Regions from separate parts of the Mus musculus genome. Here regions 2 and 3 are each linked to region 1. Evidence: chromatin contacts called from public Hi-C data. All regions are on one chromosome and are shown on one strand. The core of a region is the stretch at or near the end of the contact, and the rest is flanking DNA. Distances in the headings are between cores, read along the strand shown. Region 1 holds the start of A930019D19Rik (RIKEN cDNA A930019D19 gene). Region 2 overlaps Cfap61 (cilia and flagella associated protein 61). Region 3 overlaps Ralgapa2 (Ral GTPase activating protein, alpha subunit 2 (catalytic)).

Region 1 (3,017 bases), core at 385-2,884:
ATCAGTTCCTTGTGTCCTTAGATTGAGATGAGAATCCTTGTTACCTAGATCCGGAGTGAAGAGGAAGGCTGTCACGCCATACCATTCCAATGTTGGTCTACTCGACCACCTCTCTCCTGGCTTGAGCCAGCCTTCGAGATGGTATAATAATCAGCACTTTGCTATAATTTTGTAACATTTTATATTTATATATGTGTGTGTGTGTGTAATATTATATATGATGTTACCTGAAAGAAACCTAGGTTTTAAGAACTAGCATCTCACTATTATATGTGACAAATATTTAATTTTCTGGCAAAATGCTGAAGAGTTTCCAAGGGTAAGTGATGAGCATTAGAACGGGAAAGCTGAGTAACTGCATTTAAAACAAATCACCCACTGCTCTGCATGCAAAATTGCACGTGTGTTTGTCTCCTTAACTAATTACCGAAGCTACGAAGAGCGAGCTCTGTATCTGGAAGCAATAATTCAAAACCACCGGGAAGTCATGACATTTGAGGATTTCGCTGCTCAAGTCTTTTCTCCCTCTCCCAGCTACTCTGTCAGTGGAACGGGTGAGTGTCTACATGATTCTCCTCCCTCCCGCTTAAGACGTATTGAGTAGCAGATGTACACCTGTTTTTCACAGATAAATGCTTGCAAATTTAAGAAGAACGTTCCCCCTCTGAATCAACTAATGAATTTCAAAAGGAATGATGACATTCATTTTAATTTGTTTTGTATCCGAGCTGTTCGCTGTGTTCCTTTCTTCTGCTATCCTGTTAACCCTCGAATCTAGCAAGGTTAATGAACTTTTTCTCAATAATGTGCTCCGGTTCATTCAGGAGTGTGAGTTTCTTGCTGAGCTGGGAATATGGTGTTTAAAAGCGATGCCCAAATCACTGCATACTTATCAGAAAAGAGTTCCTCACAGTTGAAGCCGTCGCTCTAATGCTAAATGGGGATTATGCTGCTGAGATACCAGGGTCAGGGATTACTGCCAGAGACAGGGAAGGACAGTGTCCCCAGGCCTGTCATTACAGAGGGCCTCGTACACCAGTGTCATGTGGACAAGCCACTGACCACAGCAGCACCTGGTGTGGAGCCTTTAGAAAGTAAATTATAATGGCTTTCATTTAGTAGGTCAGTGGAATTTTCCATGGATTCCCTTATTTTTAGATACATACTATTTCTATATAATACTATCAATTTGAAAAAAGTATGTCCTGCCACTTAAATTGTTGGTATGATTATTACAGGTTTTTTTAAAGAATAAAATTATTACTGGTAAATTATTTTCATGTGCTGTTACAGATTAATTGCCTGTCAGACAGTAAGTGGAATATTTAGTGTACAGCATGTTGAAAATCTCAATGAGGGGCTTCCCTCACCTTCCCTGGTTTCAGCATAGCTATAAGGATGCTTAATAGATTTCTAGCCTGTGTTAATTGCTTCTGAACCAGGCTTGCTTCTCCTGTGCTGACTTGTTAACAAATATCTTACACACAAAGTGAAAAAAATTAAATTCAGTGAAATAAATCACTTACAAATAAAATCAGCCATGCGTCATTGTTTAACATCGCTGGCTTCAGGCCGTGCCTCTTGGAGCTTTGTTGGGAGATAAGAGAGAGAGGCAGGCACTTGCTTGGGAAGCCAGGAGCAGCAGGCAGAAGGCTTGGGAGATAAGCAAGCTGGCAGAGGTGCAGAGCTCCATTTACATAATCACGCCTCTGCTTCCTGGTGAGGCGAGAGAAACACAGGGATGGCCTCTATTGATCTTTGTTGAACTGGGATACTGAGCAACATGAGAAAAGCTTATAACTTAAAGCTTTGATTAATGTTTCTTACATTAAAAAAAGTAGAACAGCTGTGAATTGAATTCTTTTATACGCTCTGCCAGCATTCTATCTAAGACAAGAAAAAAATCTGTTTCAAGGGAAATGAAGATTTCATACCCAGTCTGGCTAGCGGTTTAAAATTGTGTCTAATTTTTCAGTGAAAGAACAGGAGGAATCCACAGCAAGCTAATGCTTTCCAGCTCCATTCAGTCTCTTCCCATCCTTTGGAGACGCTGGGACTCGGCGTTTCTCAGCAGAGGCTTTGGTTTTGGGTTTGTTTCTTGGTTTTTTTTTTTTTTGTTTTTTTTTGTTTTTGGTTTTGTTTTTGTTGTTTTTTTTTTTTTTTAACTTCTAAGAAAACATTTCATTTCTTAAAAATAAAAGAAAAAAATGAAATGATAAATGTTTATATTTCCTAACTTTTTATTTTTAAAGTTGATGATGATCAATGTTATTGAAATAATGATGGCTGTTATTTTCTATGTATATTTTAGCCTCTGTATAAATAAAGTTCAACCAATTCAGTTCTTAGGACTGTAGGAGCATTTTGATTTGTGTGACCACTTTGGAGAAGGGTAGATTTTGTTTTTTTGTTTTTTGTTTTGTTTTGTTTTAGAGAATGTCCTGTTTTTTTTTTCTTTAATTATTTAGTAAAAATTCCAACAGCTTGTCAGGACAGACATTAGAACTTTTATATATGGGGCAAGAAACCAAATATAGAACACCAAAGCAAATGGATTTTATCCTTCAGATCAACATCAGCACCGCATCCCGTCATGTTCACAACTTCTGCTTGCCCTTCACAGTGATAAGGAAAGAGATAGAAATGCAATCTATTTGAACTGCAGTGTGAGGGCAGTGCAGTGAGAATGGGGTTCACAGCCTCATCTGTGCAGGGGCACCTCTCAGAGCTGTATTCTTCCTGGTGTATGTGCAGCTTCACCCCTATTTTCACAGAGGAAAAGACTTTTCACTTATTCATAGTGGTTTTTTTATTTTCTTAGGACAAACACAGTCAAAACCAGATGAGCCCAGCCCAGCCAACTTACACTCAGAGACTGAGGTGAAGTCTGTTCTTCCAGACCACCTGGAAAAATGGACCCTGAACTTCTTACACACAGGGTCCAGTCAAACTGTCTGTGGCCATTTACATCATCAAAGCAGGGACGTGGGCGCCCAAGCGCTTTACATACATATGAC
Region 2 (2,765 bases), core at 92-2,591, 91 kb after region 1:
TTTAAAAAATAGAAAGAGAGGGAGAAAAAGAGGGAGGGAGAGAGAGAGAACGTGTGTGTGCTCCATCCAGCTTCCAGTCATAAGCACATGGCCTTGACTGAAGGCTAATAATTAGGGGACTGTAGGCCGTGGGCCTGCTGCATCCTACTTTGCAGTTCCAAAGAGAGAGACCGCACAAGGTAGCTTTCCTGAGGGAACAACTTCTGGAGTCTGACAGTTCAAAAAGGTAATGGCAGCCTTTTAAAGGGCCTGCTCGAGCTCCATTTAGAATATTGTGCAGAGCAGCACTTACCCACTAAAAGTAGGCTGTGGAGTGTTCAGGAAGCGTGCGGGAGAGATGGCGCTGCTCACAGGGGGAGAGGCCGTCAGGGCCGCTTTGAGAGCTGAGATGTTAAGATGTGAAAGGAGGTGATTTAATCAAGGCTATGAGTATCTGATGGGCTCCCACAATGAAGCTGGGGCAAGACCCATTCAGGCTGAGAGGACAAAGGATGCTACAGACTGCTAATTAAGGGTAAGGGGTGGGGGAGTCAGCAGGCATGACCTTTCTTTTGCAGGGTCATCCATAAGTGAGGCTAAAAAGATGAGCTACAGTTAAGAAAGCAGGAAAAAAAAATGTGGTGAACGCCTTGTTAAAGTCTGTGACAGGCCACATCTCAGCAGACTGCCTCAGCCAGCCACTCTCTCCCACCTGGCCTTCTCCTTGAGGTTGCTGCCACCTCTGATGACCTGGGAAGGAGGAGCAGACCCAGCCAGGAAGAAGGTCCTGTTTACTGTAAACCTGTCAAGGGACTTAAGACAGACACTGGCAGGCTTGAGCGTGTGGCTCTGTGCCTATGTGTATGTGTCTGTGTGCATATGTGAGTGTACATGTGAGTGTGTGTGCATGATATATGCACACCTGGGATGTCAGCTATACAAATGCTTCAAGGACAAGATTGGGGAAGGAACAGATTTTAGTGACATATTATGTGATTTTTAAAATGGTGGTTGATTTAAAAAGGTCTATATTATTTTTCCAAAGTGGTAAATCAATCAATCAATCAATCACAATCAAATATCCTGCCCCAAGGCACAGAGTAGTGAGGAGTGTTCTCCCTTGCCTTCTGGCGAATCGGTTCTGTCTGTCTGTCTGTCTGTCTGTCTGTCTCTCTCTCTCTCACACACACACAGTGGGTTAAATAGTTCTTACACACCCAAGTAGAGAATTAGTTCTCCCTCTATAGTGCCAGTAGTTTGTCCTGGCATGTGAGGTAGAGACAAAGAATAAAGCACAGACGAGCTGAGCTGAGCCAGCCTGGGCTGCAGAACCCCAGCTGCTATGGCCCTGTGGCCGCCGCCTGCTGTGCATCACTCTGGCTGACTGCTCAGTTGTCACCCCACATTCCCTCGTGGCTCTAAGTGAGTCTCTGCTCCTGAGGTCATGGGGGTCTCACAAAGGTCCCGAGAGCTTCTCTGAATCAGAAAGGAGCTGTTCTTGGAGAAACACAGAGCACTGGATACCATCAGCCCTGCCAACAGGGAGGAAGGTGTCCTCAGTGTGGTGGATGGCTGAGGAAATGCAGCTGTCTTGGAATGAGACACATGGCTGGTGCAGCCAAGGTCAGGAAAACAATTGGTAATCAGATCTTGGCCAAAATCAGCTGAGCCATTCACCCTGCGTGGAAAGGGCCAAGTCAGCCTGTCTGACAACAGGCAGGGAGAACAGTACTGGGCCAAGAATCAGCGCCTCGGCCTGGCAGTACTTTGTGGCACTTGAGAAGAATGTGGCTGCAGCTGCGTGGGTACATGCCTGCCAAGGCATGGTGGGATCCTCAGGGCCTCGCTTACAAATGCGTGGCCAGCATCTTCCTACCCCCTGCTTCTTTCTGACAGATGTCAATCGGCACTGCCTGTTATCAAGTACTGTCCAGTCTTATTTGGCCATCCTGAACATCCACTCTTAACCGACCAACCAAATTAACTTTTATAATTATTAGCATCATCAGACAACAGCTGCGCCCTGACTCCTGGCCTCCAGCTCACCAGTGTTTCAGGGAGAAAACAAGTCAGCTGGGGCTTTGACTCTGGCTGAATGGGAAAACATTCTTTTTTTTTTTCCACATTAGATTGCTAGCATCTCATTTACCACTGAGTAGGTTTTGTTTAAAAGGAAGGAAGGAAGGAAGGAAGAGTCCCTGGAACTCAGATGTTTCAAGGAACATTGACTGGCAGCAGTGATGGAGTCCTATCATGAGCTAAGAAGAAAATGAATTTGCTTTTTAAATACCTGTTATTTATTTATTTATTTATTTATTTATTTATTTATTTATTTATTTATTTATTTGTTCACTCTCGCTGACAGGTGAATTACACACAAATAGATAAAAAGAGCAGCCCCTCAGTTAAATGACATTATTGCTCTTCTGACCTAACAGGTATCTACAGACCATTCCATCCCAACACTACAGGATACACACTTTTCTCAGTAGCTCACAGGACTCTTTCTATAACAATTTATGCACTAGGAAGCAAAACAGGTTTTTAAAATATAAGGAGATACAGACAAGTTCTCATCCTCTACCTGACCGCAATGGGATGGAATCTGAGAACTACTGCAGGAGAAACTATAGAGTAAACACAAACTCACAAAGACTGGACACTGCACCACTGAATGGGGGTCATCAAAGAAATCAAGAAGGAAACTTAAAGATTTCTAGAATTGAATAAAAAAAGGAAAACGCACCATAACCAAACCCATGGGATAAAATGCAAGCAACCCTAAT
Region 3 (2,836 bases), core at 40-2,539, 120 kb before region 1:
TCCCCTCTGACCTTCAGATACCTTCCCAGTTGCTGTCATTTTTCCACTTCTCTTCTAAAGCTGTTCTTGGTTGCTCTCAGTTTGTCCTAATGTTTAAGCAGCTTTTTCACCTTAGTCTTCCCCAAAATATTTTGACATGAAAGGAACTATGATTTGGATTTATTAAAAACATTTCCTATTAATTTCATGATTATTTAAAACATATGGAAAGATCAATACGTGTGAAATGGAAAAGGACAGTTGAGGAAAGGAATTTTATTTTCATGTTTGTAAGAACATATATCAAAGACTGGAAAGTTTTCTTTTCTTAAAATAAGTAAACTATTTTTTAACAATGACTTACAGATTTACCGTCTTAATATAATTTAATTTGTCTGTTATACATCAAAGTTAAGTTCTCTTTTAAATGCAAAACTTACAGTAAAACAAAGTTATTGTTACAAATTTGCATATAGAAATTTCGGGAAATGTGGATCTTTGTCATTGTAGTCTATAATGCTATATTATCATATTTTCTAAGGCAGAAAAAAGAAAACCAGCATGAAACTTTCCTCAGGTGAAGAATGTATATAGTTCTGCTCTACAATAATCATTGACATACAAATTTGAATAATATCAGCATAATTTTTGATATGGTAGAATATGATATGATAAAGTATAACTGTAAAGAGCCTTCAGGAGGGCTGAGTTTTCGTCTTGGCCTTCATGTCTTAGCCAAGTCATTTGGCCTCACCAGGCCCTGGTTCCATAGTGTAAGAGGAGCATAATCATAGAGTTTTACTTCCTTTAGTAACTGTGAGTCCTTATGTGAAGATTGAGGGCAATTAGTGCAGTAGTTCCAAGAACCTCATGTATTTCATTTTTCCAATAATTGAGTACTGTGTTTGTTTCATTACCCATCTGCCATCTTACATTTTAATATAATGATCTGACTGAAAAACATACATTACAAGTGGAGAAATGTCTACTCCCTGTGTTGTGGGTCAGACATAAGTAGTGATTTGCTCTTTATACCCATGATCCAGGAATGTCTTGTGGTCCTATGGTCCTACTTGCTTTTCACCTAACTCAATGATAGATGCTGGAAGGCTGAACTCTGAATGAGCCAGACTCCTTGCAACTAGTTTGGCATAGTATTTGAAAGACATGGGGAGTAGTGGGACAGCATCTTGAAGGAGCTGGGCCCTCTAATCTTTGGAAGTTCTGCCCAGACACTAGCATCACTGCAAACAGCAGGATCTCTGCTAGTGCCAGCCTTCTCAGCTTAGAGTGTAGCTGGGTGTGTCTGCTGTCTTTTCCTTCACTGCTGAGACTCATGGTTGGTTCTTTGACACTTCTGGAAATTCTGTAAGCCAGCTGACACTGCTGTCAATTGTCCTCAAACGCTCTGCAAAACAGATTGTGTTGTCTACATGTAAGATTCTGGCATAATCTACAACTCTGCTCCATAGTGCTGCTGAGTCCTGGAAATGCAGGATAACAACAGTTCAGTTCATCTCCTACATAAACCTGCCGCATTAAACTTACCCAACTGGGGTTTTTCTCTTTTAACTTTAGTCACTTATTTTGTAGCCAATAATATGTCACTTGTTTTAAGAATATTTTAACTTGCTCTTTGAGTGTACTTTTTAACTATACCAATATTAAAAATATATATAATTTTAGGTACTATATATATAGGATTATTCTATCTTAGAAATCAAAATAAGTTTATGCTTTTTCTTAACGGATGTTACAGCCTCCTCTCAAGAGGTATATGATGGAATAATATAATAATAAACAGTCGGTTGTAAAGAGATCCCCAGGGTCTCCTCAGTGAGTGTAGGACTCACGGGTGAGCTATGAAAGCAAGGTGCAGGGGTGATCCTTGTAAATTGGCCATACCTGGCTCTTCTAATAACCTCAGACAGCCTGCATCATGCAGTGATATGTAATCATTGCATCACCTTTTCTCAAACAAAGAACTGCTCTTTGCTAGAAATTTACCCTTATAACTAGAACTTTGTGTGCTAGATATGTATAAGTTCTTCAGCATAGTTAAAGCTAAACTGATATGAGTATTCACTTATGGAAAAAGAATTATCATAGCAAACCCAGTGGAAGGCAGAGACTTATTTTTACTTGTCTTGTTTGTCTCATATCAAAGGGAATAATTTTGTTACTTCTCTGCCATGCTGATTTTGTATGGTAAGCTATTTTTACAGAAATCTTGACTCAGAATTTTAATTCAGTGCTGTCACAGTAGAGTACACACTTTCGCATTTAGACATTTATATGACACCTAGTGTATAATCTTGATTTTCTCAGTATAAGAGCTCACGCTATAGAAGTTTCATTTTAAAAGAATTTTTTTAGAAAGTAGTGATTTTTATTTTGACCTTTTTTTTTTCTTTCTTTTTTTTTTTTTTTGGTCATTACAATCCCAACTCAAAATTGTGTCCTATTTTTTTCCACACAGTACCACTGGCTCATGACACAGGGACATTACTGCTTTACAGAGAATATCCACTTTTTCTTTTATAGCTTTTCCATGAATGAGAGATTAAACAATTTTCCAGATTTCTAATCTCTCAGGGAAAAAAAAAAAAAACAGGACAGATCATAGTTCCACCATGGTTTCTACCAGAGAACCTGGGGATTCTGAATGGTGTACAAGAATTAGACTTCAGGGCTGAAGTAATAAAACCCGTAAAACTATTCACAACGTAGTAATTTCAAAACAGCTGGATAGAAAATATTTATCATGTTCTAAATTTCTCACATTTTATAATTATATATTTTATATAATTTGAACATGCTATCTATGTGGACTAAGAAAATACAATTATAAATTTTA

The links. Hi-C and Micro-C count contacts between places; a contact is called where the count stands out from the background.
Region 2: a Hi-C map of cerebellum shows a contact between it and region 1, with 1.6 times the contacts expected there. The contact joins the enhancer-like site here to the promoter of A930019D19Rik in region 1. A contact is called at or near these places in 1 of 39 promoter capture datasets (pre-B cells), 4 of 484 Hi-C or Micro-C datasets (the N1E-115 cell line, cerebellum, myocytes and 1 more), 1 of 115 datasets of contacts at active chromatin or transcription factors (neural progenitor cells) and 2 of 9 other capture datasets (adipose tissue and pancreatic islet).
Region 3: a Hi-C map of cerebellum shows a contact between it and region 1, with 4 times the contacts expected there. The contact joins the enhancer-like site here to the promoter of A930019D19Rik in region 1. A contact is called at or near these places in 6 of 39 promoter capture datasets (the C10 cell line, HPC-7-derived erythroid cells, cranial neural crest and 3 more), 1 of 15 datasets of contacts at CTCF or cohesin (pro-B cells), 9 of 484 Hi-C or Micro-C datasets (the N1E-115 cell line, cerebellar granule neurons, cerebellum and 5 more), 3 of 115 datasets of contacts at active chromatin or transcription factors (all in embryonic stem cells) and 3 of 9 other capture datasets (adipose tissue, liver and pancreatic islet).

Annotation. Positions count from the first base shown.
Region 1 is chr2:146,257,903-146,260,919 of GRCm38.p6, reverse strand. It overlaps A930019D19Rik (RIKEN cDNA A930019D19 gene), which reads right to left and starts at 1,634. Exons shown (of 4, transcript NR_040619.1): 1 at 1,527-1,634; 2 at 1-44. It overlaps Ralgapa2 (Ral GTPase activating protein, alpha subunit 2 (catalytic)), which reads left to right. Exons shown (of 41, transcript NM_001033348.3): 39 at 433-554.
Region 2 is chr2:146,167,272-146,170,036 of GRCm38.p6, reverse strand. All of the region lies in intron 25 of Cfap61 (cilia and flagella associated protein 61), which reads right to left. Among named protein-coding and RNA genes, the nearest start is that of Insm1, 53 kb to the left of the region's middle. Within about 2 kb of position 1,341, at least 41 of the 459 cell types and tissues checked have an H3K27ac peak or open chromatin away from gene starts, as enhancers often do. A contact at or near this core is called in the N1E-115 cell line, cerebellum, myocytes and 1 more, where this site is marked.
Region 3 is chr2:146,380,689-146,383,524 of GRCm38.p6, reverse strand. All of the region lies in intron 24 of Ralgapa2 (Ral GTPase activating protein, alpha subunit 2 (catalytic)), which reads left to right. Among named protein-coding and RNA genes, the nearest start is that of A930019D19Rik, 120 kb to the right of the region's middle. Within about 2 kb of position 1,289, at least 1 of the 459 cell types and tissues checked has an H3K27ac peak or open chromatin away from gene starts, as enhancers often do. A contact at or near this core is called in cerebellum, where this site is marked.